2 separate regions of the Rattus norvegicus genome follow, and region 1 is linked to region 2. Evidence: chromatin contacts called from public Hi-C data. All regions are on one chromosome and are shown on one strand. Each heading gives the region's core, a stretch centred on a gene start, on an enhancer-like site or on the middle of the called end of the contact. The rest is flanking DNA. Distances are from core to core; before and after follow the strand shown. Region 1 overlaps Col15a1 (collagen type XV alpha 1 chain). Region 2 holds the start of Col15a1 (collagen type XV alpha 1 chain).

The links. Hi-C and Micro-C count contacts between places; a contact is called where the count stands out from the background.
Region 1: a contact with region 2 is called in a Hi-C map of psoas muscle, with 1.5 times the contacts expected there. The contact joins the enhancer-like site here to the promoter of Col15a1 in region 2.

The regions. Positions count from the first base shown.
Region 1 is chr5:66,341,136-66,343,835 of GRCr8, forward strand. All of the region lies in intron 5 of Col15a1 (collagen type XV alpha 1 chain), which reads left to right. Among named protein-coding and RNA genes, the nearest start is that of Col15a1, 45 kb to the left of the region's middle. Within about 2 kb of position 1,281, at least 23 of the 93 cell types and tissues checked have an H3K27ac peak or open chromatin away from gene starts, as enhancers often do.
Region 2 is chr5:66,296,291-66,298,990 of GRCr8, forward strand. Col15a1 (collagen type XV alpha 1 chain) reads left to right here and starts at 1,256. Exons shown (of 40, transcript NM_001100535.2): 1 at 1,256-1,553; 2 at 1,637-1,725. The coding sequence starts at 1,543. It overlaps LOC102551073 (a long non-coding RNA gene), which reads right to left and starts at 2,246. Exons shown (of 3, transcript XR_354003.5): 1 at 1,613-2,246.

The sequences.
Region 1 (2,700 bases), core at 31-2,530, 45 kb after region 2:
GTGCAGAACTTGCCTGCTCTGTGGATTGGTCTGAGAGGTGGACAAGCCACATGGTCCAAACACTCAAGTAGACCTTGGTCCACAGCAGTGATGGGTGAAGGTTTATGGTGGTCACTGCAGACTAGCTGGTGAGGATTTCAAGAAGCCAGAAAGCTCAGGGCCAGACTCAATGCAGCACACAGTGGGTTCCCTGTTCCTTTTGGAATCCCCTCCACACTGGCTTCCTGGTGTCCAGGTGTGCAAACACCCTATGGCTGTCCTCTGCTTAAGAGAATTCCCCTAGGTCCACCCTGTTGGTCCCAAAGCTGCTGGTTCCCAATGCCCACACAGCAGAAGCCATCCTCATGGTTCTTCTGTCCTCCTACAGATGTTCCTTCACTTAGTCTCTCACCGTCGAGCAGGTGCTGCTTTGAGATCAGTGTCATTTCAGAGAGGGCCCCTATTCTACAGGAGAGGGCATGGAGCAGCCATGTTGTGGTTGAGGCCACATAGCCTGGAGGTGACAGAGTCACATCTTGGGCCACAGATCCAGAGTGGTCGCCATCCCTCCACCTTGAAGGGCATCATGGCTCGTTTTGGTGCAGGGGATTTCCCTCTCGGTCTCAGACAGTTCCTCCTTTCTCTGTCTGTCTTCTCTCTTGGGCAGAATCTCACTTCCTCATTTTCAGCCTTTGTAGCTTGCTACCCTCCAGGACTTGGACCCTGACTGGCAGACAGAACCAGAGACAGCCTGTCCAGGTCTCCCCCTACCTCCCATTTAGGGTCAGCACCTCTGCTGCCCCGTGCCTGTCTCTCCTGCCGAGCCAGCCTCTCCTCAGGTGCTTACCTTCTGCTGAGTTAGAATTAACTTCTGTCTTTCAGCTCTGACTATACATGTGAGTCACCCGTATGCAAATGTGCATGGGATGGACAGAGGTCTTTAACAGAGCGGCTCCTGGTCTGCTTCCCTGGGGTGTTCAGTGTTTCTGAGCAAAGAACAAGAATCTACATTGGCAGGGAGCTCTGAGGGTGATTCCCAGACACAGCCAGGACCTCTTCCAACCACACCTAAGGGCTCTCGGCTTCCCAGACATACCATCTGGGACTTCCAATCCCGACAGCTCTGTGCAATTCTGTTTGCCTGGAACCCCCACCTCCACCCGCGCTTCCTTCCTTCTGGCAAATTCCTATCCACCTCAGGATCCAGGCCAAATCCTCTCCTGTGAGGCTACCCGCTGCCATGCCCTGCTCTCCAGCTTGGCTCTTGCTTCTGCTATCCTGTATGCTCAGTGACACAGCAGGTGGGGCTGGGCTGTGCCTCTCTGGGCTCTGGCAGGAGCTACGGTAACATAATGTGTCCCAGGGCTCGGCCCACAATTGGGCACACAGAAACCTATCTGTGAATGAGCACACCAGACTGTGACTGTGAGGGTGGGCAAAACCAAAGCAAGGCACACCAACACACCTCCATAATAATTTGAAAAGACACTAAAGTCTTCAGACTAGACCTGCCTACACCGCCAGAGCCCACACTTGGTTCTTCGTCTGTATTACTTCTGCAGCCAGGAGCTGTGTGATGAGGTGCCTCACTTTCTCCACAGGGTGAGATCCTGGAATCTCACCTTTCCCCAAAGCAGGGTCCAGGTAGCCATGGCTGCCTGCCTAAGATTTGGTTAGACTTTGGCTGAAAGGCTGGTCAGTGACTCTTACTGAGATCTCCTTGAGTAACAGCTCATCCTCCTTCAGGCTTGTCCTCCTGCTTGCCTCAGTCTTGCCTACTCCAAATATCTGTCCTGAGGCCCACATGTCTCACAATGTACCCTTGCTTCCAGCCATTGGTATCCCTGGAGGTTACAGTTGGGCAAGCATCCCTGGTCCATTAGGGACCCAGGGCAAAGAGACTCCTCCTGGAGCCCTCACAGGAGAAGAAGATACACACCCCTGGGTGGGCCATTCCTAGCTGGGCTTTACTACTTTTCCTGGGGGTTCCCACTCTTTCAGCACCCCTATCTGGCTCCTGCTATTTGGACTTTTTCAGTGCCTGGCTCAAGGCTCCTGGGCTGGGCCTCAGCATCCCACACTCTTCCGGCTACTCCCACGCTTGGCACTGACCTTGTCCCCCTTTTTAGATTTATTTTTATTTTATGTGTATGGGTGTTTTGCCTACATATATATTTGTGTATCACATATGTGCAGTGCCCACAGAGGCCAGAAGAGGGCATCAACTCCCCTGGAGTAAGAGCCAGTTATGCTGGGAATTGAACCTGGGTCCTTGGAAAACCTTGGAGCCTTCTTTTCATCTTCTGTGGAACATGTTTTATTGCCCCCCCCCATTATACAGAGGAGAAAACTGAGGCTTGGTGAGGCTGTGTGATTTGTCCAAAGTAGGTCAGCCAACTAAATAGAAAGCAGACATTCCACCCAAGTCTGACAGTAAGGACTGAACTGTGAACGCGGAAGTCCCAGGGCTCCTCCTAACAGTCCTCCCTGCTATGATGGGCTAAACATTTACCCAGTGGAGTCTACCATCAAGAGCTGTGCCTGGTCTTGTTAGGACGCCCAAAGAGTGCTGCGGCAGCAAATGAGCCTGAAACCCTAGTGTCTTAACACAGCAGGGATGGGTTTCCTTTCCACGCGCTAAGTACAACATTAGATCCTTCCATTCAATTTTCCATCCTCCCCGGCAACCCGCCAGAACTCAGAAAAATGAAGAGGCTGAAA
Region 2 (2,700 bases), core at 6-2,505:
AATTTGGGTTTTAAAGGAAGGTTTATCAATTTGCATGCAAGTGTATCTGTGTGTCTGTATGGACATGCATGTGGGAGTGCCCACAGAACCTAGAGGAGGAAACCCCAGAACTAGAGTTGCAGGTGATCGTAGGCCACTGTTCGTGGGTGCCTGGAACTTGGGTTCTCTTCAAGAACACTACATGCTCTTACCCTCTGAGCCATCCTTCCAGCCCTACAAAATATGAATCTTAACAAACATGTCATAATTATTAAACGCTGTTATTCTTAACCTTTTCATTTGGAACAGCCTTGGGTGCTGCAGTCTTCTTAGGGAAAATCTTTCCAGGAAGCCAGTTACAGATCTGGCTGATGCGTTTTGCACAGAATACAGAAATCCAGACCCAAGAAAGCCAGCTTCCCATGGTTAGTAACTTGTAATAAGTGTTATACCCAGCACAGCAGGCACAAAAGGGGAAAGAGAGTTCACCTCCATAGACATCGTGAACAGATGTCAAAGCCACTGTAAGTGGGCAGTGTCCTTAGAATGCTGTCTTCCTTGTTCCTGCCTTGGCTCCTGGTGCCTCAGCCCTGGTGCCTCCCTTAAAAGCCTATCAATTGTGCTGCCTGTCTTGACCCCTGTGGTCTGAAGGTGCCATCATCACAGCAGGGGAGACAGCAGTGAGCACTGTACTGTGCTGGCCACTCTGAGCATTAACTTCGTGGCCTGAGAAGGGACCAGTCCCCACCCCCACTTTCCCTGCAGTGCACTAGAAACTTCAAGAGTTCCTGGGGATAGCACGCATAAAAGCCAAGCTCCCAACTCCTGCCCTCTGTGTTGCTTGTTAGTTAAGGGGTGTCTTGTCCCCAGCAGGCAGGTCATACACCTGACTATGTGCCCTGGCCAACGTTGAGGGTTTGTTGTTTCCTCCAATGTTGATTTTCTTGTATGGTTTACTGGGTGGACACCTTGATAAATTGCTTGCCTTCTCTGGACCGTCTTCATTAACTTGGGGACAGGCGGAAGGAGGCCAGATCAGGTTTGGTCAAGGTTTGGGAATTCCAAAATGTTCAGTGCACACTCCATGAAGCCTTCAAAGTCCTAGCTCTGTGCATGACTTCCGTCCCCACCGCGCTTCTCTGGGCAAGCAAGCGGGATCCTGGTTGGTGTGCTGGGCGTGGCACAGCAACCAGGAGCAACTTCAACTGTGTGGCTTTGGGACACTGCCACTCCCCTCTGAATCTCAATAGCCTAGTCTGTCCTATAAGGAAACCCCAGCTATCCCAGGCGGCCCTAAGGTTGTGGAGCTCTGTGTCTGCATGCAGGACTTTCCTCGCGTGTTACATAAGGCCCTGGGGTGGCGAGAAGAAGGGGGCGTAGGGAGGCGCGGCGGGAACCAGCGGCGAGGTGGGGCACCGCGCGTGGGGGAGCGCAGGGCGCGGCGGAGTCGGGTTTCAGAGCGCGGGTGACTCAGGCACGGGCGGCAGCCGGGATCCCGCCGCCGCCGCCGAGCGCCGCCTTTGTTCCGCGGGCAAAGTGGAGCTGGGGTCCGGCAGCTGCACCATGACACACAGGTAGGACCCGCGCCCCACGGCCCCTGAGCCTTGGTCTCGCCGCCCGACCCCCACCTCACCTTCTCTGCCACCGCTTCTTGCAGGAGGACCGCGCAGGGCCGGCGCCCGAGGTGGCTGCTCTCCATCATCTCCACGCTGCTTTCCACCGTCCTGCAGACGCGCGCCGCGACAGGTAAGCCACAGCCGCCGTTTGCGCGCCCGGGTGCTGGGGCGCCTCATTCCTGGACATAAAAGGGAGTCCTTGCTTGGTGCAGCGCACAGGCGGTCTTGCCCCGTGTCCTCCCGGCCCCCCGGGTTCCTGGGCTCTGAGGCGTTTGCTTCAGCCAGGGCACACAGAGTATCTGAGCTGGATGTGGCTCCTCGGAGAAGGCAGAGAGGGACTTTAGTTGTACAGTGACACCACACTGCCAGTGGGAACAGTATCCCAAAGCGCGCTGAGGTCCTGCACACTGGGCTGTGAGTTGAGCAGATCCATGGGAAACAAGGTCTCCGGCAGAGATACCTTGACGTCCTGGTTGTTCCTAACAGAACAGAACAGAGTCGCTAGCCCACTTGATTCAGCCAGAGTCCTGAGAGGTCCCCATCCCTGCAGAACAGAGGTGCAGTGGATGATGGACTAAGCCTGAGAAACTGATCTTTCTTTCTCTTCTGAGGGCATCAGAAGCTTGAGTTAAAGTGGGTCTGACTTAAAGTCAAGCTGCCTGGGTGTGAATCGCTCCTCTGCCGGGTGACTGTGGGCAATACTTTTCACTCTGAGTGCCTCAGTTTCCTCATCTGAAAGGAAGGATTAACTAGACTCTCATAGTTCCCAGAAAGGTTGAGAAGTGTAATGGACAGAGGGAAAATAATGTCCTTTCCATGCTTCTGGGTACTTAGCAGGCAGAAGGAAAGATACCTTTCTCTTCACAGAAATGTGTGTGTTGAAAAGCACTCTTTGAGAGGCTTAGGAAGTGGTAACTATGAAAACCAGAACTCAAACCCAGTTTGGCATGTTCTTGTCCTCCCTCACCCGTTGCATTGAAGACGCTTGGAGCCAGAGCCTCTCACCCATTTGGATTTAGAGGAGTTAGCGAAGCTGGTCTGGGATTGGTGATGGTTTAACTCCTTAGGTACTTGAAGAAGCCTGGTACCACTCTGCCTGTGGTGT